Linked DNA regions of Mus musculus: regions 2 and 3 are each linked to region 1. The links are chromatin contacts, called in public promoter capture Hi-C maps. All regions are on one chromosome and are shown on one strand. The core of a region is the stretch at or near the end of the contact, and the rest is flanking DNA. Distances in the headings are between cores, read along the strand shown. Region 1 holds the start of D930007P13Rik (Riken cDNA D930007P13 gene). Region 2 holds the start of Aaas (achalasia, adrenocortical insufficiency, alacrimia). Region 3 holds the start of Atf7 (activating transcription factor 7).

What was found. Promoter capture Hi-C pulls out the DNA fragments that hold promoters and counts their contacts.
Region 2: a contact with region 1 is called in a promoter capture Hi-C map of liver, with 3 times the contacts expected there. The contact joins the promoter of Aaas here to the promoter of D930007P13Rik in region 1. A contact is called at or near these places in 4 of 39 promoter capture datasets (liver, pre-B cells and stem cell-derived epiblast-like cells).
Region 3: a contact with region 1 is called in a promoter capture Hi-C map of liver, with 6 times the contacts expected there. The contact joins the promoter of Atf7 here to the promoter of D930007P13Rik in region 1. A contact is called at or near these places in 10 of 39 promoter capture datasets (the 3T3-L1 cell line, 3T3-L1-derived adipocytes, the HPC-7 cell line and 5 more) and 1 of 115 datasets of contacts at active chromatin or transcription factors (bone marrow-derived macrophages).

The regions. Positions count from the first base shown.
Region 1 is chr15:103,144,565-103,149,291 of GRCm38.p6, forward strand. It overlaps D930007P13Rik (Riken cDNA D930007P13 gene), which reads right to left and starts at 2,264. Exons shown (of 7, transcript NR_045743.1): 1 at 1,750-2,264; 2 at 951-1,036.
Region 2 is chr15:102,348,941-102,353,667 of GRCm38.p6, forward strand. Aaas (achalasia, adrenocortical insufficiency, alacrimia) reads right to left here and starts at 1,819. Exons shown (of 16, transcript NM_153416.2): 1 at 1,556-1,819; 2 at 1,013-1,140. The coding sequence starts at 1,678. It overlaps Gm36246 (predicted gene, 36246), which reads left to right and starts at 1,887. Exons shown (of 3, transcript NR_155425.1): 1 at 1,887-1,972.
Region 3 is chr15:102,623,454-102,628,180 of GRCm38.p6, forward strand. Atf7 (activating transcription factor 7) reads right to left here and starts at 2,011. Exons shown (of 12, transcript NM_001310067.1): 1 at 1,909-2,011. Gm25141 (a small nuclear RNA gene) reads right to left here and starts at 4,432; the gene lies at 4,326-4,432.

The DNA.
Region 1 (4,727 bases), core at 1,014-3,513:
TTCAAGTGGAGAGAGTGAAGTCCGTAGCTCAGAATTATGTTACATTTTGATAATAGGGCTGAATCATGTGAATACATACTGGCCTGGGTATTAAGAACTCAGGAGAAAGGAAGAAGATGACTGGCTGTTGGGTTCATTCAGGGCCTGAGCCACCTGACAGGATCAGCAATCTAAAGATCTTGGGACTGGTTCTAGAAGATCTGGTCAGAGTAAGGTTTGTAGGACAAAAAGGATCTAGGGTAGAGAGGAGAGACCACACTGGGAAGTCACCAAGAATGAAAGCAAAGAACTGAAGACACTTTAGTGAAAGTTTCTGAGGAGTGAGAATATCTCCTGCCTCTGTTGTCTCCTTCGAGCCTCTGTCTCATGGGTGTAGCCTTGTGCTCAGTAGCCCTCTGCTGCCTGTGACAGTGCAGGTACACAAGGAACATTCAGTTCTGCTCTAGGGGCCTTGGTCGCTTGCTGGCAGGAGTCCCCAAGCAAACTGTTTCTCAAGGCCTCAGTTTCCCTATTGGCAAAGCTTTAAAGAGGAGGCAGGATTTCAGACCCTATTGATCTGTTTTTCCTGGTCTAGAAGGCTGAGCATCTGGAATCTTGCAGGCCCTGGTCAACAGTGAGTGGCACAAAGTGCCCAGAGTGGCTGTTGTGCAGAGTTCCCAGGGGAATGAAGCCAGGACCATATAGAAAACGACCAATGAGGGCTGCTCAGAATGAGGAATGGCCAAGTCAAGAGTCCTCATCCCACATCTCTCCCCCAAATCCTCCTCAGCAGTTTTTTTTTTTTTTCCATTCTGTTGCAATATTGAAGTATCTGTGCTCTTGTCTTTGGACCCCTGAAGGATCACACCCAGTATCACTGAGGACTCCTAAATCTCTATCGCCAGCCTAGTCTTCACAGGAAACTAAGACCCATGAGCCTCCTCTACTTGGATCTTTAGCAGGCATCTCACACTAAATGTGTCCAAAGCATGTCTCCTGATGCCAGCTCCTTGGTATTCCATGATACCAGGTAATGACAAGTTCCATGTTCTGGTCACTGGTAGGAAACAAAACAACACAAAAACCTCTTAGTTTTTCCTTGATGATGCTGCTTCCACGGTTCCCATCTGACTCACCGCAACCACCCCCCACCCCCACCCCGAGCTGACTCTGCAACATTCATCCAGGCCCCACTCTCTCCTTGCTGCTACAGTGCACTCTTGGACGTCCTTGTTTCCCACTGCATTCTCAACATGACAGCATTGAGTAGTCAAGGGGAGTATGCATATCACTCTCAGGCCCTGACTCTCCAATGGCTCCCTGTCCATTCAGAGTGGAAGTGCAAGTTTAGCTGTGACTCATTAGTCCCCACATGATCGTGATTAGCTTTCTGTGACCTCTTAGAAGCCACAGCTCATTCCCTTCCTTATTTTCCCTGCTCCAGCCATACCGGCCTCAATGCCATTCCTCCAGCATGCCAGACTGCTCGCAGGAGGGTTTCCCCTTGCTGTTTGTCTGCCAGGAAAGATCTTCCCTAAATCTGCCTGGGTCGTCAGCATATGGTAAATGCCAGGTTCCATATGTTGGGGGGCAGAACACAGATATGCAAGGGAGGGAACGGGAAGATGAAACAGGGGAGTCGGGTACCACACAAGACATGAAATGGCTTGTCTTGCTTTCTGTCTTCCTGGGATTCTGTCTTCAGAAGATCAGGGATCTCGGGGTGGGGCTGCTCTTGGTTCTTCAGCAAGTGGCCCCTTTCATACTAACCTCAGGGCTGATGGACCCACATCTATCAATCTCAGGACTTCTGGACAGGAGCCGTCTGATGGTCCTGAATGAACAGGCCGGTCCTTTCTATGCTGAAAGGATACAGAGAAGAAGCCACCTCTTCCAACCATGCACTTGTTACCACCACCTTCTGCCTCTCCTTCAAGCCTCTTACTCTGGTGCTAGGATGTAGGCTTGAAGAGGAAAGGGAAGGGCTCAAGGTAAAGGGCACAGGAGGCCTAAGAGAGTAAACTGAGGCAGAGAGAAACACAAGCTGTGCAGAGCCAGTGACCCAGAGATAGAGCGGAATTGCACAGGCCAAAAGGGGTCCAGGTCAGAGGTGGATGCAGCCAGCAGGTGAAAAGCAGCAATGCACTGAGGGCTGGGCGCTCTGTCCAAAGGATTAAGGTAGGTAGGCTTTGGAAGTAAGGAGCCCAGGACAGCTCCGAAGAGGAACAGGCGGGGCGGCGCGGGCAGCAGGACCACACGCTGCCGGGCTGCGCGGGCGGAGGCAGACTGAGGCGGGCGGAGGCGGCGGGCTCAGCGGAGCGGGCGGGCGCCGGGAGCGGGCTCGTAAAAGCCGCGCGGCGCGGGGAAATTGCCGCCAGAATCGCTGAGCTCCACAAAACGCCGCCCGCGCAGCCCGCCGCCGCGCCCGCTCCAATCTCCAGCCTCATCGGCGCGCGGGCTGGTTATGCATTTAAATGTTATTTAATTGGATTGCGGAGGAGCTGGGGGCCAGAGTGCCCCCGCCTCCGCCCCGCACGCGCTGCACGTCTGTTTTCCGAGTCACAGATTGCCACGCACCCCCTCCTGCCCAATCCTTTGCCTCCGACGCTTCTCTCCCTCCCTTCTGAACCCGGCCAGAGGACACTCAGAAAGACATCAGCCTATGAAGACTGAAAACTAAGAGGCTACGCACGAACACACACACACACATCCTGAAGACGCACAAAGACATAGCAGCAGCAAAAATTGGCTACACTCACTTATACCAGTGTCCATCTGGAAGATTAAGAATGGCAAACAAATATGGTCCCTAGAACCACAGAAGTACACAAATGTGTATTAACACACTCATGCTGCAAGACAAAACATCACCTGACCTCTCCCGGGGTAATGACACTCACAAAGCGACACTGCCAAGCATGGGCAGAAAGGATGCCAAAGCATGACCCTCATAGGGTAAGGCAGAGACCCTCCCCAAAGCTGAGTAAGAAGGGAAGCCTGTGTTCACTCTTACACTCAGCCAGACCACCACCTATTTGCTTTGCCTATTCAGGGTTGGAAAACAAAACCTTTTGTTCAGCGACATACTGTCCTCCCAAACCACAGCACAGGAAGCTTCAAGAGGCAACTGCATTTGTAAGGATGTTTTTTAAACCGAACAAAGAAAGAAAATTGAGTCCCAATTACAACAAGCGGGATAGCAGATAGACACCAGGAGGGCCTTCCTGAGAGGATAGAAACTGGAATCCCAAGAGGTGAGGTTGGCCATGTGTGTGAGGTGGGGAGCTAGCTAAGAAGTCAGCACCGTGGAGGTTAGGGTCAAGGGTTAAGGTTAGGGAGGAGAGCACGTCCTGCATAGGCAGTTCTCCACAGGCTCCCAGCCAGCAACAGTTAACTGTTGACCTGAGATGATCAGGATTACGCCACTTCAATTAATGAAAATGGAAATGGCAACCTGGCTTGGCACAGGTCCCCGCAGAGGACCATTCTGGGCTCTCCGCCATCCCTTCTGCGAGCAGGGCCCGGAGACTTGAGGATCTGAGCGGGGCTGTGGGGACAGAAGAACAGGCAAAATGTACGGGGGGGTGGGGGTGGGGGAGATTCTATTGCAGCTGACCTGCTTGCATTGTATCTGAGAGCATGAGGGCCCAATCAGAGAAGAGAAAGTATCCTCACACACAGGCTAATTCAACCTTGTCTGCTAAAGTGTAGGTTCAGGCAGGCTGACAATCAGGCTTCTGAAAAGAAAAGCAATTGGTTTCCCCCTAAGCAACTTATTTCTGCATCATCTGATGGCCATTGCTGGGCAGTCGATCCATGTGTCTAACCTCAATGTCTCATGCTCCAGTTGAATTTACTTCTCTGGGGAAATATCGGAGGGAAGGAGAGGGACTGGCATTCTAAATAGGAACACTAGGAGAGCTGAAAGTTGGTTTGAGATAGGCCACAAGCTCTAATCTCTATTCTTTTTCCCACTCTGCTACTAGCTCTTGGCCTCAACTATGACCAAGCTGCCTTTCCAGTACCATTTGTTGTTGTTGTTGTTGTTTGTTTGCTTGTTTGTTTTTAAGATTTATTTATTTAGCCGGGCAGTGGTGGCGCACGCCTTTGATCCCAGCAGTTGGGAGGCAGAGGCAGGTGGATTTCTGAGTTCGAGGCCAGCCTGGTCGACAGAGTGAGTTCCAGGAGAGCCAAGATCTACACAGAGATACCCTGTCTTGAAAAACAAACAAAAACAAACAAAAAAAAGAGATTTATTTATTTATTATATATAACTACACTGTAGCTGTCTTCAGACACACCTGAAGAGGGCATCCAGTCTCATTGCAGATTGTTGTGAGCCACCATGTGGTTGCTGGGATTTGAACTCAGGACCTCCAGAAGAGAAGTCAGTGCTCTTAAGCACTGAGCCATCTCTCCAGCCCCCTCCAGTACCTTTTTATTTTGTTTTGTTTTGTTTTTTTAATAAAATGTTTTGGAGAGGGCTGAAGAGTGAACCCTGGCCTTTATACATGCTGAGTGGGCAGTCTACGACTACAGACCAGCCTTTCATCTAGTACCATAACACTCCCTGACACTGTGTCCACCCCAGTAGCTACTAGAACAAGGTCTTCTTACAGAGAGCAAACCCTACTTCCCATCTTCCATGGAGATATGCCCAATATTTGGCTCCTGCCTGAATCCTTCTGAGCACACACACACACACACACACCGTCAACTTGTTTCCTAGCCCATGGCAGTCAGGGCAG
Region 2 (4,727 bases), core at 569-3,068, 800 kb before region 1:
ACCATCACCACAATACCACTGCCCAGTTTCTGTTTTGTTTGCTTTTGGTTTGGTTGGTTGGTTTTGAGATAGTCTCATGAAGTCCAGGCTAGCCTCAATTTTGCAATGTAGCCAAGAATAGCCACGTGCTTTTGCTCCTCCTGCCTAGTGTGAGATTACAGACATGTACCAATCATACCTAGTTTTACATGGTGCTAGTTACTGATCTTAGGGCTTCCTGCATGCCAGGCAAGCACTCTGCCAACTGAGCTATACCCCAAGTCCTGTATGTAAAATTTGGATAAAAGGCTATTTGACAACAACTCACAAAGTAACAAGCAAACTCATGAACCCAGGAACATAATTGCCAGGGATTCGTTTTTTTTTTGTTTGTTTGTTTTTTCAAGACAGGGTTTCTCTGTGTAGCCCTGGCTGTCCTGGAACTCACTCTGTAGACCAGGCTGGCCTCGAACTCAGAAATCCGCCCGCCTCTGCCTCCGGAGTGCTGGGATTAAAGGCGTGAGCCACCACGCCCGGCACCAGGGATTCTTTTTACAGATAATGGCAATGATAATAATGGGGATGGCAAACACATCAAGGGATTAATGTGCCAGGAAATGCTTCTATGTGCTTTGTATCTATTTAGTCACCATGGTTTAAAGGGGTTTGGCTTTAGGACAGAGTAATTATGTAACTTTTCCAAACGTACAGTTAAAAAAAAAAAAGATAGCACAGCTTTAATTCTTACATGTCCTACATATTAACGAATCAATTCAACCTTTTCCTAACTTTCCTGAGCTTCAGATAAAAGCAAATGAGGTCGGTGCTGAGAGCAGGTTTGTAAAATCAAGCCAAGCTATTAGGGATAAATGAGGTTTCTGGTACACCCTTGAGTTTTACAATAAAAATGGATCACCTAATATGATTTGTGGTAATATGAAGACACAGACTGCAATAAGCAGCCATTCAAGAGCTGCCCAAAGCAGGCTCGGTAGACCATGGCCTATTTAAGCCACTGTTTGCTATGCCTCACCAAACATTGATGCATCTCTTCCACACTTGCTCACGGTGATGGATGAAGGCAGTTCTTGTACCATGGTCCAGCCTCCCTGGGGCTTTTAGGGGATCCTTGGTCAGGTGTAGGACAGGAAGATTGATCCACTATACCTCAGAAGAGAGGGAGGCAGTCAGTCTCTTCCCCAAATCTTAACAGAACTCCTTGCCATCTCCAACCTATGGCATAAGAGATTCCACGGCCCCATTTCCCATACCCACAAATGTAACACTTGTGGGACAGAAAATTTTCAGTCCTCATCTGCAAACCACAATCGTTTTTCACAGGGTTGACACTAGAGAAGACCTGATGGACGGCATCCATCATCTTCTCTACCCCTCCTAGAACCTCCTCACATGCCTTGGCATGCCTAACTGGGTAACACAGGCCCTAAAATATATTTCGTTCTCTCCAGTCTCCTGTGGGAGTCATGCCGTTCCCAATCACTTGTGAGCGAGCCCCGCCGCGTCGCCTCTATTCCCACTTTCCGCATCCCCACCGCAGCGTTCCCACCCGGACCACCTGGCCCCGAAAGTCGGGAGGCGGGCTCTCATAGCTGTTGCCGGTCACCAGCTCGTTATTGTGCTCATACAGGGTGACTTGACCTCTAGGCGGCGGCGGGGGGAACAACCCCAGGGAGCACATCTTGCCAGTCCGGAGAGCGTCTGGAATCGACAGGCTCCCGGCTGGTGACGACTGCGCTCCCCGGAATCTTAGTTCCCGGGCTAGATTCGTGTGAGGACGGGTAGCCGTACAGGACAAACGACTGCGCGAAGCTGAACGGAAGTGCAAGGAAGAAAGTTCCGAGTCGGGTTTCGGGACGGACTTCCGGGACTTCCTGGCGCGCCCCCTTGCGTACGGAGCGGGCACGACGCTGACACGTCCGAGGACCGACCTGTGGCGTAAGGAGCGCCGCGGTTTGGTTTTGGTTTGTTTCCTGTAAGACTACTGTTTTTTCCAACTCTGAATCCCCAGCAGCGTCTCCCACTCACTTACTTAGTACGGAAAAAGCCCAAAATAAGCCAGGTTTAGGAAAGTACCTAATTAAACTCTCCAACCCCCGTAAATATCCTTGAGGAATATACAGACGATGTCATCCTACCAGTGAGCTTTCCCCGCCCCCCCACCTCCAAAAAAAAAACAAAAAAGACTTTAGAGGACAGTCAGAACGGACTTCACAGGGTAAGGCGTCCTGAAAGAGAGAGACGGACACTGGAAGGACAGTAACTTTTCCCGAGTATATCACTAACAAACGCTTCTATAATCCTTACAATAACCCCAAAAGTGCACCGTTGAACTACCAGTAGCAAAATGACACAGATTGGACCAAAATACACACAAACCAGACATTGGTGGGGCATATTGGCCCAAGGCTGTAATGCCTACAGGATGTGGACAAGAATAAAAGGTTAGTGTAGACTGCGTAGCAAGCCCCTGCCTCCAAATACCGTTGACTCCGATCTGTAATCCCAGCATTGGGAGGTACAGGCAGGAGGATCACTGAATGTCCACTCCATAGTTCTCTTCCAACTTGAGATACATACCACCCTGACTTTGTCTTATTTAGGCTTTGTTGTTTGTTTGTTTGTTTGTTTTAAGATTTGTTTTATTTATATGAGTACACTCTCATGGTTTTCAGACACACCAGAAGAGGGTATCTGATTCCATTACAGATGGTTGTGAGCCACCATGTGGTTGCTGGGAATTGAACTCAGGACTTCTAGAAGAGCAGTCAGTGCTCTTAACTGCTGAGCCATCTCTCCAGCCCTAGGCTTTATTTTGAGGCAGGGTATGGCTATGTTGCTCTGGCTAGCACGGAACTTGCTATGTAGACATGACTGACCTTGAATTCATAGAGATTCATACCTCTATCTCCCAAGAGTGCTGAGATTAAAGATCTACCACCATGCTCTCCTGAGACCTTTTCTGAAACTGAAGGGGTTGGGGGGGGGGCTAGAACTACAGAGAGATGTTTAGATGGTTTAATTCTAACTTAATTCAATTGTGAGCTCAAAATCTGAATAGACAAATGGGAGGGAAGTGTGGGATGGTGAGACTCACAGGAACGGTATTAGCCTTTCCCTGCTATTGCTATCTCTCTGCTTCCTGGCCATTATGAATAAGCAAACTCTTCCACCTGCTCCTGAATCTATGATGCTCTGCCTCACCTGACACCCAAAGAAATGGACTCACCTAGCCTTTAATTGAAACTGACTCTGAGCCTGACCCTCCTCCTCGAGAGCACTTTTGTCACTGGGCATGGTGGTGCATGCACACCTGTAGTACTATACAGGGAGTATAAGGGGCTTTTAAAAATATTTTTTTAATTTGTGTTTTGCCTGTATGCACCTATGTGCACCACATGCATGCAGTGTCCACAGCAGCCAGTAAAGGGCGCTGGACTCCCCTGGAACAGGAGTTACAGATGGTTCTGAATCATCATGTAGATTTGGGGAACAGAACCAGGATCCTCTGCAAGAACAGTAACTGCTCTTAGCCACTGAGCCATCTCTCTGGCCCCCAAATAACTTTTTGCTTTGTTTTGTTTTTCAATAGAAGGATTCTCTGTGTAGCCCTGTCTGTCCTAGAATTCACTCCATAGGTACCCCAGTCTGGCCTCAAAACTCAGAGTTCCATCTTCCTCTGCCTCCCAAGTACAGGGATTAAAGGTGCCACCACTGCCACCATCACCTGGCTCTTAGTTTGGTTTTCATTTCCCAATAAATTAACTCTTTAAAAAGAAAAACTAAACGTATTAGCCTGGCCTAATGGTACATGCTTTTAGTCCCAGCACTCAGGAAGCCGAAATGGGTGGATCACTGTGAATTCAGAGCTATCCTGGTCTAACATAGGAAGCTACAGGCCAGTCAGGGATATATAGTGAGATGGTGTCTCAAAAACAAACAAACAAGCACAAACCACACTATGTCTAGAGACACAAATTCAGGGACATCCTCTGAAGCATAGTTCACACTATGTCTCAGCTACATAAGATCTTGTCTTTAAAAAGAAATGTGGAAGATGGACCTAAAACTGGAGCGTAAAGAATGGGAGGTGTGGCAATTATGCACTTGATTAATTTTAGTTTTGTATTTTTGAGACAGGCTGAGGGTGACTTCTAATTTGCCGGAATCCTCCTGCCTCATCTCCTGAGTGCTGAGAATTACAAACAGTGGTGAATAGTTAACCTCGATTGTCATTCATCTGGTACACAGCGAACCTGAGAGACTAGGCCTGTCTGAAAAAAAGAAAAAAGAAAAGAAAGGGAAAGAGAGAGAGAGAGAGAGAGAGAGAGAGAGAGAGAGAGAGAGGAAGGAAGGAATGAAGGAAGAAAGGAAGGAAGGGAGGGAGGGAGGGAGGGAGGGAGGAAGGAAGGAAGGAAGGAAGGAAGAACTCAAAGCTGTATGTAGGCTCAGGCCCCACACCCCCAGTCTCACTGAAGAATGTGGGTTTTTTTGGTGGGTTTTTTTTTTTTTTTTTTTTTGGTTTTTTCGAGACAGGGTTTCTCTGTGTAGCCCTGGCTGTCCTGGAACTCACTTTGTAGACCAGGCTGGCCTCGAACTCAGAAATCCTCCTGCCTCTGCCTCCCAAGTGCTGGGATTAAAGGTGTGTGCCACCATGCCCGGCCTCACTGAAGAATGTAAGGGCAATGGCAGAAATAGTTTCTTGTGCCCTGAACTTCTGTGTCTGCCTC
Region 3 (4,727 bases), core at 761-3,260, 520 kb before region 1:
AAATGTTCAATTTCCTGAACTATGAGTCTATTTCACTCACACCACTCAAAATATAAAAAGTGGACTGGGGATAAAGCTCAATGGGTACAGTGCATGCACAAAGCCCTAGGTTCAATCCCCAGCGCCACATAAACTGATAAACTGGGCATGGAAGCGAATGCTTGTATCAACCCTTGGTACGTGGAGATAGAAGGATCAGAAATTTAAAAATGAGTTCAAAGCTAGTATGGGCTACATGACACACTACATAAACCACAGACACACACACACACACACACAAGGGCTAAAGACTGTAGCTCACATGGCAGAGTTCTTACCTACCATGTATAAGACCCTGAGAACCCTAGTACTACATAAACTGGATATGGTGGTACACACCTATTATCCCAGCACTTGGGAGGTGGGTGGAGGATCATGGTCACCCTCAGTTATCTCAGTCTGAGGTGTACTTGGGCTATATGAAACACTGCCCCAATTAATAAACAAGAAAATATACAAGATAATTAAGATTAAGTTCAATCATCCATTAAATAACTCTTAATGAACGAAAGGGAAAATTCACATTTAAGGAAACAAAATTTATTTGTTAGTGTTTAGAGTACCTATAGTTTCTTCAGAAATTATACTGCTGAAAAAATTTTAAACATAGGAAACAAATGAGTTTGCTGAAATTAAAAAAAAAAAAAAACCTGCACATCTCCACAAACCTATACTTCATATGAACCCTGAGAGATATTAAAACACCCTCTGCTAAGCAGAAAACAAAGTTAGGAAAGTAGTAACACGGGAATCTGGGTAGGAGGTGCCCTGGGTAGTAAACACCCCAGTGAGTGCACATAATAAGCATTTCAGAGCAACATAGAAGTCCCAACGGGTCTCCAACTTGGACTGCGAAGTCCCAGGCCCACATCCCTGTGTTCTGAAAGAAATGAAACTTGGAAAGTGGAACACTGGAAAAATGACAATCAGAGTAGCGCCCTACTTTTCTTCTTCTCAACCCCCGGGCCAGCATTTTGGCTGGCTGGTCACCAGTCTGGGTGCCATATCCACCAAAAAACACTAAGCAGTATCCTGGCGGTCTCCCGACTGAAGAAAGAACCAGACTGTATGTCAGTCGCTGTCTCTTCTCCAAATATCCCCCCTTACCCTCTGGATTTCCATATTATCACCGAAGCGATGCCTTCTAGCAACCCAACCCACTCACATGTCCTCCTAAACTCATCCACTTAATCTGTCCAGATCCATACTTTCTGACACCGTGTCTCTTGCTCAGATTCTTCTGAATTCAATCGAAACGCCAGGACCCCCGTTTCCCAATGCTCCACTTCGACCACACAACGCGTGCTTTCACCTGAGCCAGGCTCTCGTCACCCAAACCTACCTCCTGCCTATTTACCTCTGCCTTCTGCAGTGCCAAGCCCTAAACCCACTTTTTGGGAAATCTTTTGAGTCTTCAACCTAGTTTAGCAGTCCTCCTCTATCTTCCACTCCAAGATCCCTCCATTAGACTTCCACTAGACTTCGCTTCCCTCAGGATTCAACCCCCCTTTCCTCGCCACGCCCTGTGCCCCCCGGGGCTACTTACCCCAAGTTCTCCCCACACTTCAGTCCTCTGGCCCCGCCTTCCTCCAAAAGGAAGGAGGCGGGAGAAGAGAAGAGGGCGGCACTCCGCAAGGTAAAGGCGATCTCCCATTAGCGCTCATGGCCGCCAATTGTGGCTTCCTTCTCTCCTATTGGTTGTCTTTAGCCTACGCCCCACCCTCTTCCTCAGACAGGCCTGGCCACCGCCTCAGCGCCCCCGTCCAACAGACTGGGAGGGGAGACCCCGGCCCGGGACGCTGGGACTGGCCAGAGTAGAAGGAGAGACTCCTGTCAGGCCACGGACTAGCTAATGTTAACAGGACTCACCCGCTGGTAGCTCCGGCGCCTCCCGCCCGCCCGCGCTCGGTCCCACAATCTGTCTCCTGCTCCTCCTTTCCCCCCTCAGCGGAGCAGATACTTTCCTCCCGTCCGGCCAGGCGTGTTCACTTCTCGCGAGAAGTGGGGGCGAGGGCGCGACTCGTGGGGCTGAGTTGGACCAGGGCCTAGGGGCGGGGCTTGCTGTGAGCGTGGCTTGAGTGGAAGGTTGGGCGAGCGCTGTACACACGACTCGCACGTGTTCGGCTGCAAAGTGTGGGCAGCGCGGGGAGAGCGGCCCTGGCGTCTAACGCTGCCGATCTGTCTGTAGCTGTGGAGGTCCGAAGGTGAAGCAAAGGCAGGGAGGGACTGAGAGTGTCTCAGGCAGCCCTCGGATAAAGGGGAATTAAGGGAGCGGAGCCAAGAGAGGGACTTCAGTCACCAAGCTGGTCATTAGTTGTGTGGAGGAAGTTAAGCAAGAGTCGATCCGAGCAGGTGACTGCTTGCACTTTCTGCTTTACACTTGACAGCACCTCACTGGCCGAAGCCCCTGCCCGGTGTGTGCTGTGTGTGAGCTACGATGGTAGTGTGAGGAAGTACGTTCAACTCCAGCCTCACCGCGGCGGCGCCCGCCTCTAATCGCCACATGGAGGCAGGCGGATCTCTGTGAGTTCGAGGCCAGCCTGGTCTACATAGCGAATTCCAGGACAGCCAGCGCTATCCTTGTCTCAACAACCCCCCACCCCACCCCCAAAAGACCATGGATGATCACCAGTCTAGCCTTCTGGGCCAGTGGGAAATCCCGCGTTAAACAAACAATAAAAATAAGGGGGATAGCTCTGAGGAACCAAACCTGAAGTTGTCATCTGGTCTCTTGGACAACCCTCCATACCTGTGAACAACACACACACACACACTTACAGAGAGAAAGTAGGACTGTTAGTGTAGCTCAGTGTGAAGCCACAGCACAGTGATTTTTTTTTTTAAAATTTGTATATGTTACCCAGCAAGTATTTTATTGAAATACCAACAGCACATACTACGTCAAAAACAAAAGCACACACAACACTGTCCTGGTCATGTGGAAAATTTCTCTGACAGAATTTTTATTTTACGGTTGAGGGAGAGATAGGTCATAAGTCAATAATTATACTTACTTCAGAAAGTGAAGAGCTTTTCAGGGTAATGAGACCGAAAGCAACTCTAAGAGGGGAAAAACACTATTGCTAGTATTGAGAGAAGTCCTCTTGAGAAAGTTATTTATTTATTTATTTATTTATTTATTTATGAATGAGGCAGGGCTTATTTTGAAGCCAAGCTGTCCTGAAACTCATTTTCCTGTGTCAGCCTCCACCTAAGTACTTGTATTAAGTATGAGCCACTTGTCTGGCCTGAATGTATACCATCTACATACCAGATGCCTACCTGTGGAGGCAAGAAGAGGGCACCAGGTACCCTGAAACTAAAGTTACAAATGGTTGAGACCTGCAGTGTCAGTGCTGGGACTAGAAACAAGGTCTTCTGGAAGAATGGTCTGTCCTCTTTTAACTGCTGAGCCATCTCTTTAGCCTGAGGAGTTGAATTATTAAGAGACAGCCTTGAGACTTTCAGGAGAACATCAAATATAAGAGCTACATTTGAAAAACTTATCCTGAAGAAGAGGCAGGCAGGTCTCTGTGAATTTGAGACCAGTCTGTGATACACATGAACACACACAAATTATGTGGTTAAGATGGTACTTTTTGTGTTTGTGTTACTGTAAATAAAAGCTTAAGAATTGAACAGATTTAAGTAGAGTTGACAAGGGATTCCAGGGATCCCGACAGCTAACTAGTTGTGTTTTCTTCTTTATAACAGTAGCAATATTGTAGCCATAGTCTCTGCCCAGTGTGTGGCTGTATGGGGTAGGGCAGAAGAAGGGGTGAGGTGGGGTGGAGGGGTGGTAATGGGCTCTGTTCCCCCTTTGAAGCTGTTTTCTTCTCTGTTCTAGGCACTGAGCCCAGGGCCTTGTACTCCAGCACTGAGCTAAATATCAACACCTAACACAGTCTTTCTTTTCTTTTCTTTTCTTTTCTTTTCTTTTCTTTTCTTTTCTTTTCTTCTCTTTTCTTTTCTTTTCTCTTCTTTTTTTCTTTTTCTTTTTTTTTTTTTCTTTGTTTGTTTGTTTGAGACAGGGTCTGACTATCTGGGTAACTTAGAATATGTGTTCTAAATGCTTTTCCTCTGTCCAGAGTGCTAGGATTACAGGCATGCTTCACCAGACCTGATTCCCTTCACAGCTTTTTTGTTATTCAGCTTTCTGAACTTCCTGTCAGTGATCTTATCTAACCTCTTGGCATCCTCTCAATGGTGGAAGAATCCAAGGGATTTCTCCCTATATAGCAAAAGTGAAATAAAGAGGGGGTTTTTGTTTTGCTTTGTCTTTACTTTTAATTATGGAACACTTCACAGATTTCCATGTCATCCTTGCTCAGCGGCCATGCTAATCTTCTAGGTATCGTTCCAATTTTAGTATATGTGCTACTGAATCGAGCACATGAGGGTTGTTTGTTTTTGTCTTTGTTTTTCTTTTATGTGCATTGATATTTGGCCTACATGTATGTCTCTGTGAGGGTGTCAGATTCTCTGGAATTGGAGTTACAGAGTTGTGAGCTCCTGTGTGGGTGCTAGGAATCGAACCCGGGTCTGCTGGGAGAGCAGCCAGTGCTCTTAACTGATGAGCCATCTCTCCAGCTCCTAGTATTTAAAAAATACCATTATTTTCATAATTAAGAAATGAGGCGGGCTGGTGAGATGGCTCAGTGGGTAAGAGCACCCGACTGCTCTTCCGA